Regions from separate parts of the Gossypium hirsutum genome. Here region 2 is linked to region 1. Evidence: chromatin contacts called from public Hi-C data. All regions are on one chromosome and are shown on one strand. Each heading gives the region's core, a stretch centred on a gene start, on an enhancer-like site or on the middle of the called end of the contact. The rest is flanking DNA. Distances are from core to core; before and after follow the strand shown.

Region 1 (7,258 bases), core at 4,302-6,801:
CACTTTACATTTACTAAATCATAGATTAAAAAGTTAAAAGGTTACGAATCCCATGCGGTGACCTAATAGTTAAGAGTGTTCATTATCTCAGGTATTGTTTGAGTTTGAGTCATGCTAGTCACATTGATTGTTTGAGCTTTACTCTTTTATTATAATTCACGATAAATAAATAAATAAATGTTGCAATATGCTCAAAGTTTTTGTACTATTCACACTTTTATTTTCAAGAAAAATACTCCCTTATTACCCATGTAACTAAGGGTCCAAAACTAGGGATGGATCCGGAGGGGCCTGAGATAGTTCCTCCCTTTCATATTTATATTAATTTATTTCTATTTTAAATATAATTAAAAAAAAACTACACAATATGAAAATATTAAGTAATTAAAAATGTATTATTTAATAAGTGAGATATATCTAATAAATGTATATCATTTAAAATATCTTTATAATATGTTACAAACAAAAATATTTAGATTTTTAATAATAAACTTTAAAAATTAATTAATCCGTTTCAATCAAAATTAAAAATGGAATTTTTGTTTCTTTAAAATCTTAGTTATCAATTCTTTGATTCTTTTATTCAAACTTATATTATGTATAATTATTAAATATATATTTTATATTAAATACAATAAACTCATGCATCATAAAAGATGCTAACTAGTTAACTTCAATTTGTCAAAGATACAAAACCCTCATTCCAGCATAAGCAAAATACATATAATATCAACTCTGTATTTAATTTATTGAAACGTGTGTTAAGTTCTTGAAGTTGCATATCTATAATAATATAAAATAATTCCACAATGTTTATTTTTTTAACACAACAATGATTCCATCTCGAACTAATTGGCCACAACTTTATATTCTATAAAGATGAATATTAGTTACCGTATGAGTTTTCTTCTTTAACCTCCCTTTTGGTAACAAACTCATCATTCATATGGCTAAAGGGCTTTAAAAATATTAAAATCTGTCAAAATTTTATGGGTAAAAAGTCATTGTAAACAAATTTTTGAAAACAACTCAATTGTGATCAATTGATTAGGTGTTTATTTTTTTTTTTCAGTTTGTTTAAACTTGTGGATGAATCGACTGTTTAGCCGGGTCTAATTTGAATTTGAGTAAAAAAAATTATCTTTAAAATGATTCAAATTAGGTTGAACTTTGAATTTAAATGGAAGAATTTTTTATTTAAAATTTATTTATAAAAATAAATATCAATATAAAATTGTTTTTTAAATTGGGCTGTGAAAACCATAAACCAAACGCGACACGTACACAACAACAAACAAAGTACCAATATACTTTTAAGTCGTTTCTGCATTTTTTTTTTTTTGAAGCTTTCGGCAATGGGCGCCTCTGAATCGTCTCTCGCAGCTTATTCACTGGTAAGTTTCCGGTTTGTACAGATATTTTGGTACCTCACAAGCTGGGTTCTTTTGAGTAATATCTTAATTGTTTAATTAACATTGATTATTGGCAAAGAGTTCGGCCGATCAAATCTCCACTATTTCTCAGCGATCGGAAACAGTCGATCCGATTTTAGAGAAGCTTAAATCCCTTAGAATTGTAAGCTTTATTCTTGAAATTTGCCCTTAATATTTCACCCATAAAATAAAGACATTTAAAGAGTTTCCTTTTCTTTTGTCATTTTTTTCCTCCCTTCGAATTATAGACATCTCCTATACTGACCACACCGCCAACGGATGGTAGCTTAACGGACATTTTAGTGCGAAGACCGTCGTCATCTTCATCTCAAGGTGGGCCTTAAGTGAAAAAGCGATTTGTTCTCTCAATTGTTTTTTTTCTTTTCATTTTTGGAAATTTCTTCACTTTTTGATTGTTTCATAGCCTTAAATTAGAGTTACTAGTGCAAACTCCAGATAGATGAAGCCTTTTTACTTGAATTGGAACTGGTACTCGTTGTAATAGGTTTCAATTTAAATATCTTTTTGTTCTTTCCGGAAACAAATAGGGATTGTGCTATTATTTGTATAGCAGGGGCCCAAATCCTGTCTATGAAACATTTAGCTAACAGTAGGCAACTGCTATTTACTATTTCATTCATAGTGAAATGTAGGTTGCTGTCGTGGAAGAATTTTGTGTGATGAATGTTAATAAATGGTAAGATCACATCATATCTTACTGTCATCGAAATGTGTTATTTTGTAACTTTTTAGTTGGCTGAGTTGAGCATTTACAGGTTATCGAAACTCATAAGGCAGGCAATGAGCATAGATTAATTAGAAGACTAGCTTACCCTAGGGATTAGTATCAATTAGAGTAATGCATTAGATTCTATGGAATTCAAACAAGATGGATTTTTGTCTTCTCTGCATTTTTGTGAAACCATGTAGGGGGCATGTAATGTTACCTCTCGTAATGGAGTTACCAAGATGTAGGACATGTAGGAAGCATTTAGTTCGAGAATATAATATTACCATTGGGACATAGGATTACTTAGCACATTACTTGGCATGCTAGCTTACCTTGTTTTATTCATTAAGTTGGAATATAATATTTTATTATTTGGCTGTAGGATATTAGATTACTTAAAAGCATATTTTACTAAATTGTCTTTAATTATAAATAAGATGAACATAGTTCAAGTTAATTAAAAACACACACTTATAATAATAACTAATTGGAAATTAAGGTAATATAATTGACAAAATGTAATATAATTAAGGTTGTCATTATCATATGGCATTAGGTTGTAAAGGGATTGAGTTTATATCTTAAATACAGATAAATTTTAACTTTGTTTTGATTTTTTTTTTCTTATTGTAATTTATATTTTGCTCAAGAGATGTCAAAATTAAAATATTTTTTTATGATGAAAGTAAAATATTTAAGAAATGGTGTATAACATGTAATGAAAAGAGGCAAAATGACTTAGTTATTAACTTTTAATTTGGTAAAAACTTTTTTAAAAGAAAGGAAAAAGATTAAGATTAAGTAAATGAATTAGGTTTGGCAAATTAAAAATGAGTTGCAAATACTTGAACCCAAATCTGAATCTTAACTTGAAAATGATTATATTACGTTTGTTAATAATTAAAAACAATTACAGTGCATATATTAATTTAGGGGATAAAGTTATAGTTTAAGGGTAAAATGATATGTAGAAATAACATTCCTTAGGAATCTTAAATTACGTAATTTTCGGAATCTAAACAGTTGAATGTTATTCCAGAATCTTACACGGGGATGTAAGATTCCTTGAACCAAACGCTTTTTATTGTTAATATAAGCTGCGCCAATCCCAGTTTAGGTCCCATTAGATTAGCATGTTAAGTTTCTTGAGTTTACATGCATTGAAGGCTTTTTATTCACTTTCTTTTCTTTTTTTATTTGCTTACTATCAGTTCAGAAAGAGAAGATGAACATAACAATAGTGCACAGAATACTGTTTAATCACAAAGTTATGCACCTGTACATTGGGCTGCAACTGGTTAATATGATCTTGAAGTGCTACAATATTCTAATATTGTTGTGTTGTTGTTACAACTTATTCTTTATTGACTATCAAAATAGCTGCTGTAAATCCAAAGGTGTTCCTGGAGCTGTTATCAGCGTACCGTGATTGGCAAGAGGAGAAGGCTCAAACGATTTGCAAGAAGCAGGTGTGCCATCCCCTTGATAAATTTTGTGAGTTGGAGAACAATTGTTGCAGTCGCATGGGTGGGTTAGTTCTGCTGTGGGTTATTATTATCACATTCCAATAAACTTAAGATCCGATTAGTAGTTTGCTGTTGCTTGAATTTATAACAATTATGGTGTACATAGTCATTTGGACAAAATCATTGCAGGAGGATATAGAATACAAAATAGAAGTCGCTGACGCTTTGACAGTTAAACTTCTCCAAAGTTTAAACCACTCAGTTTCCACAATGAAGACTGCTTCACAACATTTAGCAGAAGGTAATTCAACTTTTGTACTGAATAATAAGAGTGTGTGTAGAATCTGATTAAGCTACTCTTGTATAATTCGTGTAGTTCATACATTGCAAGTGGAGCTTGGGGAGCTTAAAGAAAGGTTAACTGAGGTCCTCAGCAATTATGAGCCACTGTGCAACAGAATAGCCTCAGGGGGACCTGAACCTCTTCGATCTATCAAGCCATTTGCAGTTTCCACTTCAAACTCGACTAGCTTATCTTCAGGTAAGGTAAACCTATGAGTCGAACTTCAACGTCCACATTCTCCCAATTAGACTAACATTTTTTTTTCTTTTTAATCTCATCTGTAAATAACTGACATTCTTTTACCCTTAATTCTTTCTTCATTGAGATTGATGTTTATTTTGTGCTCCATACTAACATTCCGTCACAAATCACAAGATTCAAGCTTAATAATGAAATGAATGAACCAAACAACATAAAGACTTAAATCAAACGTCATATGAAATAATATCTTCTATATCATGCAAGTAGAAAATCTGTAAAAGGCTCTAAATTAAGGTTGTTGCTGGGCATCCATGTAACCAGCATCAACTAACACTTTCTCTCTCTTAGCCATCTCAATATCTTCATCAACCATCATCTTCACCAACTGCTCAAACCCAACTCTGGGTTTCCACCCAAGAACCTTTCTTGCTTTTCTTGAATCACCTTTCAAATTATCCACCTCGGCCGGCCTAAAATACCTCTTATCAATCACCACATGATCTTTCCACTTCAACCCAACATAACTGAATGCCACTTCTAGAAACTCCTCCACCGTATGTGACTCCTCCGTTGCCACCACGTAATCGTCGGGCTTCTCTTGTTGCAGCATCATCCACATAGCTTCCACGTAATCCCCGGCAAAACCCCAGTCCCTAGAAGCTTGTAGATTCCCCAAAAACAACTGGCTCTGTAACCCAATCTTTATCCTGCCAACGGCCCGAGTAATTTTCCGGGTCACGAAATTCTCTCCTCTCCGCGGCGACTCGTGATTAAACAGAATTCCATTACAGGCGAAAATCCCGTACGCTTCCCTGTAATTGACAGTGTACCAATGCGCAGCGCATTTGGAAGCCGCGTATGGAGATCTGGGGTGAAACGGGGAAGCTTCAGATTGAGGCGGAGGAGTGGATCCGAACATTTCTGACGATCCAGCTTGGTAATACTTGATATGGGTCCGACCCGTGTCGGCAATATGGGATCGAACGGCTTCCAACAAACGGAGGGCTCCCGTAGCCACCACGTCGGCAGTGTAATCAGGGATTTCAAAAGAGACGGCTACGTGGGATTGGGCAGCCAGATTGTAAACTTCATCGGGTCGGATAGTGTCGAGCCAACGACGAAGAGAGGAAGCGTCGGTGAGGTCAGCGTAATGGAGCTTCATCCGAGCCTTGTGGGCGTTGTGGGGGTCGATGTAGATGTGGTTAATCCGCTGCGTGTTGAAGTTGGAAGAGCGGCGGATCAAGCCATGGACTTCGTAACCTTTGTTGAGGAGGAACTCGGTGAGGTATGAGCCATCTTGACCGGTGATGCCAGTGATCAACGCGATCCTGCGGCCAGAAATTGCGTCGCCCCTGGAACTCTCATTTTCGCTCGCCATTTTGGAGTTCAAAATAGATAAAAAGGGAAGAAGACAGGGTTTCTGAGTTTCAGTGGTTTTAGCGATAAGTGGGCTGGTTTGGTAGGGGAGAAAGAGGATCAGGATACAATGGTCAATTACAATATCCTTGCGAGGTTAGCTAGAATATGATCCATTTTAAACCGTCTATATATGTTTTTCTTTTTTATTAATATTATATATTTTTTTGAGCCAAAACTATTTCTATTTTTGTTTTAGATTTATAATTCTCCTCCTCAATCATTTAGATAAAATCAATTTCATATGTACAAAATATAAGTTAAATTTAAATACACAACTTTTATATATAATTAGATTATAACATATATGTAGAAATTATATTTACGGAAAATTTATATAAAGTTTTAATTAAAACGATAAAGTTAAATCGTTAAAGATTAGTACCCTCTACACTCGATTCAAATGGTGATTGTCACATTTCGTTGTTGGAGCAACACAAACTATTTTCATTCATTTTGGTTGAAAACAAACCAATAAATGTGGTATAATTCATAAGTTTCACGTTATACAAATGAAATACTTATATGTGAGATCAAATGGGCCCACACAATAATCTAGGGTCATATGAAGTCAAACATAGAGTCACGATACGAATCATAATTCAAATTATCAAAATGGAAGGTTTTGGCTCAAGATAATGAAGTCATGTCTCAAGACATGTCTTCTCTATTTTAGACCCATAGTTTCGAAGTATATTAGATAGAGTAGTCGAACAAAAATATAACAAAAGTGGAAATTTGAGTAAAATGTGTAGAGTATAGTGGTTTGTGCTTGAGAATGATAAATGGTCACTATTGGTACCAAGTGAATTATGGCTAAGTGTAAAAGTAAAATTGTACAAATAGATGTGATTATGTAAACTATGTCGAGAAGTGATTTAATCTTAATAAGTGAATATATGAAATGATTATTGAGTGTTAATGGAAATTGCTCAATAAGCTTTTAAAAAGTTTGAAAAGTGATTACTATATGAACCTTTGAAGTGCTCAAGTGATTAAAAATTGCTTTAATAGACTAAATAGAATAATTAAGGCATACCATGAATGTACACATTTATTTATTGAAGATAACGAAATATGTCTTATAGGATGGCACACAAGTACACGGTAACCATTTTTTCAGGGTGTTTGCATTGATGCGCTATTAGCACAATACGTGTCAGGGTATTCAATTGGAACCCCAAATATCCTATTTGCATTGTATGCATGTCTTGCTATACAAAGTAAAAGAGGGAATGATATACTTTAAATGCGGGACTATTGACTAAAGAAGGTATATAGTGAAACAAGGGTGATGGGCTTTAAAATTCCAGCTTGTTGATGCAAGTTAAGATCCTCCAAGCTCGTTCATGGCCAATATTCACGTTCTTGAATTAAGATTTTCAAGAATTGAAATCTGTTGATATTTGTCTAAGATTTGGTTTATTGATTTTCTTGGAACCAAAATTCGAAATCTTGATGGCCTTTAAGCTCGAACTCCATCCCTTAAGTCACGAATTCTTGCACGAACACAATCAATTTAGCTCAGATTGCTTGGTCTTTGATCTTGTAATTAAGTCCATCACTTGAATGAGCTGGAATTTGAGCTTTGGTGCGCGCATCAACACCTCCAATGACATCCAGTTTACTCCAACTGAGGAGTTGGAAATCTTCCTGTCATGGATGAAAG
Region 2 (7,404 bases), core at 1,452-3,951, 140 kb before region 1:
TTTAAATTTAAAATACTAAATTCTTGAATATAAAAATAAAGGACTAAATTTTAAATGTAAGTGTAATATAAAAAATTATAATATTATATATTAACATTTAAATTTTCACTTTATAATTTAATACAAAGTGAAGTTGGAAAGTGAGTGATGTGAAGTTTGTAGTAATAATTTGGAGAAACGTCACCTATGTAATTATTGGTTGGATTAGCATGTGCAAACGAATTAAACCCACCTTTATGTCTCACCCAAGTTGAAAACTATAAGGGCTACCTGTTCCACTAATTGCATGTTATGTAGCTCTCTCTTTTTCTTTAATTATATATATATATTTACTAATATTGATCATCAACCTAATTCACATCACCGTTGTCCCAGGCCTTCATGCTGGAATTAATCATTTAAGAAATAGGGATTCTACTCTCTTTCATAGAAATATTGACACTTGTCATCACATCTTTATTTTATGTTTTCCTTTATTAAATCCAAAATCCTCCTCTATAATATTCTATAATCATATTACACATATATCTATTAATTTATTCCATAAAAAAAATATGTTGTTTTATTTATTGAGTCTACAAGTTTAGAAAGATTTTTAATTATTCATAATTTTTTTTTAAATAGAAGAATAAATACACCTTAACGCGTTTAAATCTATGTTCTCCTTCTTTGATAACGATATCAACGCCAATCAAACTAAAATTCAGTTGGCATATTTAAAAAAAATTTGTGAATATAAACGAAGTTATACTAGACCACATAAGAAACTATAAAATGAAGGAGAGATGTGATGTAGTGAAGTAGTCAAGGGTTTAACGCGCACCACAAAAACCTTATTTGAAATGCCCTCCAAATTCAGGCACCATTACCATTTGCCAGGCTAGGGCTTGGGGGCTCACTTCATATGTTATGCACCAAATATTGAAACCAAAACAGACTGATATGTACCAATCTTTGTAGCCAATGAACCCCACATGATTGAGTACCTCTACATCTTCTATTTACTGTGATATTTTTCTTTGACTGATATGCCAAAAAACAAAAGGAAATACAAGCAACAAGAAGCTAAAAAACAAAAGCAAATCAAGACAGATCCGAAACAATGGATTGAATCACAATATTATAGAGGTTGAAGACCCCATTTTCAAAATTTAGATGCAATGCAAGACTTGAACGATACTTCATGGCCATCTTTATTCTTTGGTTTTCGGGATAAAATAATGACAATGGTAACCCAGTTACTAAGAAAGAATTGTTGCCAAACTTATATGGTTGTTACAATGTTTTCAAAGCAAAAGATGGATGCTACTAATCAAATATGAATGTGATTTTGATAAACTAGCAAACAATCACCATCTTGTCCTCACTATTTGAAAGGACTTCTGAAAATATTATTCGGAAGCTAAATCAGATTAATTTAAATATCTAACAACTAGTCATTGCTTTATTTAATCTTCACAAACATACGGCTGTTTATCATTAATTGGTTAGGTTACATAATTACAAGCAAGTTTTAACCATTTCTGGTGGTTTCCAAGTCATATTAAAGTACAAAAGTGCTATCTAAAAATGCATAAAAAAAATATAAATTTGAATGTATTGAAGTATATTATCAAAATAATTTATAGCTATTCATATTTCATCTCTTTTCAAATCCAATATCTATTTAATTCCAACTTTATTTCATTTGAACGAACCAAAGCCTTTTATACAACATTCGGACCCATATGTTTGAAACAATGTTGGTTGGGTTTATTTGCATTTCAAGGAACAGGATAATATGAAAAGAAAACATATATCCATACACCTAATTCAATAATATTGAAACCATGTGCTACAAAAGCAAAAAAGAAGAAATAAATGAATGCTCTATTCTTGTAATTGTACCCAGAAAAGAAATTATTTTCAACTTTCTTTCTTAGAGAGAGATAAGGCATTGTGTTGAGGGAATAAAAATGGGAATAGCACATGCATGTAATCTAATTTTTTAAGAACACAAATCTTACAAATTATATAATAATGACATTTGGTATACCAAATTTAAGGTTCTTTGCCAACAAATTATTTCAGAAACACAAGCATATGCATGGGCCTCCATTCGTCTTTGGAGGAGTGGAATATGCTAAGCAATGGCTTTTCTCACCACATGGGTTGGGGATGCTGCAATTATTAATCTTTGGGTTTTGGTCAAAGGGGTCCCCCTGCATTCTATCTGTCTTTAGCAGCTTTTGTTTGCCTCTGTGTTTTGCATGGAAGGAAAATCCCAATGACAATAAATACATTAGACTAAAAAGTCAGCAAATAAGTGAAGACTTTTCCTATATAAATTAAATATAATTCCTGCTTTTATCTATAATTCTCCAACACTTAAATCTCAAACTGGTAGAGATGACTAAAACATGATGCTTTGTGTTTTTACTGCCATTTTTATGGAAAAATGTTTATTGTAGAAAGAACATAAAAGGAAAAATAAAACCCTGCCATGTGCAGGTTAAGTACCATATTTGAACCCATCAACCTTCGTGAATCATATACTTTAGCACTTACTCAAAGATGGGAATCTAATTTAGATTCATTTTATAATAACTTTTTTCTTTTTGGTTTAGAAAAGCTAGTTTTATCTGGAACCCTTGAGCAATAATTTAATGCAATGAGTAACAAGGCTTGGTTGCTAAGCAAATTAGGTACAGCTTTATTTTTGCTTTAATGGCCAAAACTGCATACTCATCACCTTCTTCTGTTATGAAAAAGCATTTTTCATTTGGTTTTAATTCAAAGATTAATTATGTTTTCACCTTAAGAGCAGCCTCCAAAATCAACTAACAATCAAACAAAGAAGCAGACGCCATAACCGCATCAATATCTCACAAACTTTTTTGCATTAAAAACCCCAACTTCCCTCTTAAGAGAATTAAACATCATGAATTTCCTTCTCTTTCACTCTCTGTTTGCTTTATTTTTTAAAAAATTTCTGTCATAGAAATTTCCTTTTTTCTTTTGTTTGCATGCAAATGCAGCCTGGTATGAAAGCTGTTTGAAGTTTGAAGTAAGAAAAAGAGTTGAACTTGTGCTGTAATTCTGTGTGTGCAGAAAGGATATTCAATTTTGTTTCTTTAGCTCTGCATTTGGAATTTGAGGGAAATATCAAAACATTCCTTGAAACACCCTTCAATCCCAAGGTAAAAACTTCTTATTTCTCAAACTATTTTAATTTTAATTTCTTTTTCTTTTATATTAAATTCAAAAGATTCTGTTTTTAAATAGTGTGAGAATCTGACTTTGACAGTCTGTAATTAGAGACCATCTTGGAACAATCCAAAGTCTTGTGTCTTAGAACAGTCCAAAGTCTTGTATTAATTAAAAACTCTAATTAAGTAGTCTGGCCGAATGGCTGTTGACTTAAAGAATTATTGTAGCCGGTGATAAAGGGCACAATTTCTTTTCACCAATAATTTGTGTTTACATTGACAAGGGGCGGTGTGGTTTCTGGGTTAAGACAAGTTACTGAAGAAAAACAAATGTTGGGTGAATTTAGCACTAACCCATGATTAGTTTGTTGATTTCGGACAATGATGTTGGGTGGTCCTTATACCAACAGAAGCTTCATTGTCAAACCGTTTGAATTAGTGATAGGGAGCTTAAGTAAAGAAGCAAGCGTTGCTGATGTTTTGATGGTATTATTTGTAGCAATTTGAATTTTGGTGAGTGCAGTTGAGAGATGGGGATGGATGGTGGAGAAGAGCAAATGCAAGAGCCAGCAGGCTGCAAGGAAAGAATTTTCGTTTCGGTTCGTTTACGCCCTCTCAATTACAAGGAAATAGCTAGGCACGATGTATCAGACTGGGAATGCATCAATGATAACACAATTATATACCGGAACAGCCTTTCGGTTTCCGAGAGATCAATGTACCCAACTGCCTATACTTTTGGTAAGAGTTCAGATTTCAGTTCTTGTATGTTTGATTGCATTCCTCAGTCTATCATTTATTGGCATTTTTATCATGTATGGAGATGAGACCAGCATTTTCTAATAGTGATACTCTTTTCATTTCATGGGTCGTCTGCCGATTTTAGACCGAGTTTTTAGCCCTGATTGCCCCAACCAGCAAGTGTATGAAGCAGGAGCAAAGGCAGTTGCTATTTCAGTTGTCAGTGGTATAAACTGTGAGTGCATCTCTTTTTAGACTCCCCATACCTTCCTGATCTCCTCTCTCAATTCTTTAACATTTAACTATTTTTCAGCGAGTGTTTTTGCCTATGGACAAACAAGCAGCGGAAAGACATATACGATGATTGGAATTACCGAGTATGCCATGACAGATATATATGACTACATACAAAGGGTAATGAAGATGCAACAGTTTTGTTGCTCACTCCTAGTTTTTCTTTTCCATTGTGTGTCTCCCTTTGACTAAAAACAAACTGTACTTTTTCTGTAGCACAAGGAAAGAGAGTTTATCCTGAAGTTCTCAGCTATGGAGATTTATAATGAATCTGTCAGAGACCTCCTTAGTGCAGACAGCACTCCCCTTAGGCTTCTAGATGATCCAGAAGTGAGTTCAGTCATTTGTTTGTAAGGAACTAGTTATCTTATGGACTATCTCACTAACAGAGCTAATTTGATAGAGAGGGACCGTTGTTGAGAAACTCACCGAAGAAACACTGCAGGACTGGAATCATTTTAAACAGCTTCTATCTGTGTGTGAAGGTAACAAATTGTCTCAACCAGTCTCCCTTTAACTCGCTCATGACTGTATTTTTAAGCATGTCTTGGTGCACATCGGCAGCTCAAAGACAGATAGGCGAGACTTCTTTGAACGAGACAAGCTCTAGATCACATCAAATTTTGAGAGTGGTAATGTTGTCTGTTTCATTGCGAAACTTCAAGATATTGTTCACTTGACAATGATTATATTCTATTTTAGTTATTAATCTTTATTCATGTGGTTATGTCACTCATCAGATGATAGAAAGTTCTGCACGAGAATTTTTAGGCAATGGAAAATCAAGTACCCTTGCAGCCACTGTGGTATGAACAATATATACTTTTCAGTCAAGGATTTGTTGTTACAACAGATATTGGGAAAGAAACTTATGTTCTCATTCTTTTATTGTCTAGAATTTTGTTGATCTTGCAGGAAGTGAGCGTGCATCTCAGACATTATCAGCTGGTGCTAGGCTGAAAGAAGGTTGCCATATAAATCGCAGTTTATTAACGCTTGGAACTGTTATCCGTAAGCTGAGGTTAGCTTATTAAAATTTTGTATATATTATATATTGAACCAAGTAATCATTACCATATTGTCTTATAAACTTATATTTGACTGCAGCAAGGGAAGAAATGGGCATATTCCGTTCAGAGATTCAAAGCTGACCCGTATACTTCAGTCTTCCTTAGGAGGCAATGCTAGAACTGCTATCATTTGTACCATGAGTCCAGCAAGAAGTCATGTTGAACAATCGAGAAACACCCTCTTATTTGCAAGTTGTGCTAAAGAAGTGACTACCAATGCACAAGTCAATGTGGTCATGTCGGATAAAGCATTAGTGAAACAACTGCAAAGAGAATTGGCTAGACTAGAGAACGAGCTGAGAAGTGCAAGAACAACTTCGATTTCCTCTGATTCTGCTGCATTGCTAAGAGAGAAAGACCTCGAGATTGAAAAGGTTCAAGTTGCATTGTTCTTCAGTCTCTTGCATCACTCATTGAATAGTTTTAGAAGCCTGGCTGGTGGATATTTCTTACAAAATAGTTTTTAGCTGGCAAAATTTCAAATTCATCCTTATTTCAAGAATATAGATAAAATAATGAATTATTCACTTTACCTGCATGCTTCATGCAGCTAAAGAAAGATGTGGCCACACTGAAACAGCAAAGAGAACTTGCTAGGTCTGAGGTTGAGAATCTGCGACAAGCGGTAACCAATGAAAGTCCTGAAGATGAAAAACCAGTGAAAATATGGGTTTGTGTGAATTACTACAGCATTTGATGCTTCTTTTAAGTTCACTTCTACATACAAAGTTTAACTTCTAGTTCTACATGTCCTCCTCCATCAGGCAGGTCCAGATCCTCATTACCCTAAACTGAGACTGCAAAATTCGTGGGACTTTGAACATTCAACCATTGGTACACCTGTCATGGCCGTTGGTGCTAGATCCTTCACCCCTTCAGATAGACAAAGCTGCAGTTCTGAAGAGAGCTTCCTCCAGCTTTCTGACTTTAAATTGAATATACCACATCCCAGTTCCTCTCCGCAGCTATCACCTAAAATTCCTGATTTTGTTGGAAGCAATATGCCCCAGGAGGAGAATGATGAACTTGTTGATGAAAATTCAGAGGCACTTTGCAAGGAAGTTCGATGCATTGACTCGGGAAGGTCAAGTATGAATAGATATTCAGACTCAAATTTGTCAGAATCTAGCCCAAAGAACTACCAAAACTATAATAGGTCATCTCTAAGAGAAAACAGAGCTATTTCCGGATTGATGGATGTTGGCAATGAAAATAGATCAAAGCGACAATCCGTGTCACTCCAATTGAAAAGCAGTAACAACCACCCAGATATTGCTTTTCCATCTCCTGAAAAATCATGTTTATGGCAGCTAAAAGAAGAAATATCTAGCTGTAGAAGCTTGAAATTAACTAGGAGTATAAGTTGTAAAGCGAGTCTAATGACCAGTTTGACCTCCCAATGGATTGAAAGGCTAGGACAGGATGAGAGCACACCTCCCATGGGGGATGAGAAAGATTTCTCTGGAAGACCAGATAGTTTGCGGGGAGAACTTCCTGCATTGAAGTATGATCTTCAGAACGAGAGGTTGTCTAGAAATGGATCTCATAGTTCTTCAACTAGTGCTACTGAATACAAGCTTGATGCCCCGATAGCAAAAAATAAATCTCAAAGTTCTGGCATTGAGCATATGCCTCCGGTTGTCCCAACTCCAGAGGATCAGAATAATACTGTTTTCTCTACTTCAATGGGAGGAACAGAAAAAATGTGTGATCCTAAGTATGAGAAGCAACTTTCGGATCATGCGGTCAGTGTTTCATCTTTTTAATCAACCGTCATTAATTGCATAATTAAAACAAGAGATCCATGCTAAATAGTAGCCATCTTTTATATGCATCAGAATTGCATTCTAAATATGATATTGTTCATGCATGACAGGTACAGGTCACAGAGCCCGTTTTACATGGCAAGGATGTTAAAGACGTCGGATTAGACCCAATACCAGATAACCATGAAAGCTCTTCAGAATGGCCTTCAGAATTTAAGAGGCTTCAAAGAGAGATCATCGAACTCTGGCATGCTTGCAATGTGTCACTGGTCCACAGGACCTACTTTTTTCTACTATTTAAAGGAGATCCAAAAGATTATATATACATGGAGGTGGAATACAGGA

The links. A called contact is a pair of places that touch in the nucleus more often than the background predicts.
Region 2: a Hi-C map of leaf shows a contact between it and region 1, with 4 times the contacts expected there. The contact joins the promoter of LOC107926927 here to the promoter of LOC107920531 in region 1. A contact is called at or near these places in 18 of 34 Hi-C or Micro-C datasets (anther, callus, fibers and 4 more).

Annotation. Positions count from the first base shown.
Region 1 is chrA12:14,023,359-14,030,616 of Gossypium_hirsutum_v2.1, reverse strand. LOC107920531 (GDP-mannose 4,6 dehydratase 2) reads right to left here and starts at 5,551. Exons shown (of 1, transcript XM_016850282.2): 1 at 4,408-5,551. The coding sequence starts at 5,551. The coding sequence ends at 4,463. LOC107926901 reads left to right here and starts at 1,262. Exons shown (of 6, transcript XM_016857852.2): 1 at 1,262-1,394; 2 at 1,492-1,575; 3 at 1,682-1,766; 4 at 3,544-3,632; 5 at 3,819-3,930; 6 at 4,006-4,308. The coding sequence starts at 1,356. The coding sequence ends at 4,187.
Region 2 is chrA12:14,162,623-14,170,026 of Gossypium_hirsutum_v2.1, reverse strand. It overlaps LOC107926927 (kinesin-like protein KIN-7H), which reads left to right and starts at 2,701. Exons shown (of 14, transcript XM_041083993.1): 1 at 2,701-3,179; 2 at 3,688-3,929; 3 at 4,075-4,164; 4 at 4,243-4,343; 5 at 4,440-4,553; 6 at 4,627-4,708; 7 at 4,788-4,855; 8 at 4,964-5,029; 9 at 5,120-5,244; 10 at 5,331-5,667; 11 at 5,844-5,963; 12 at 6,058-7,038; 13 at 7,170-7,404. The coding sequence starts at 3,719.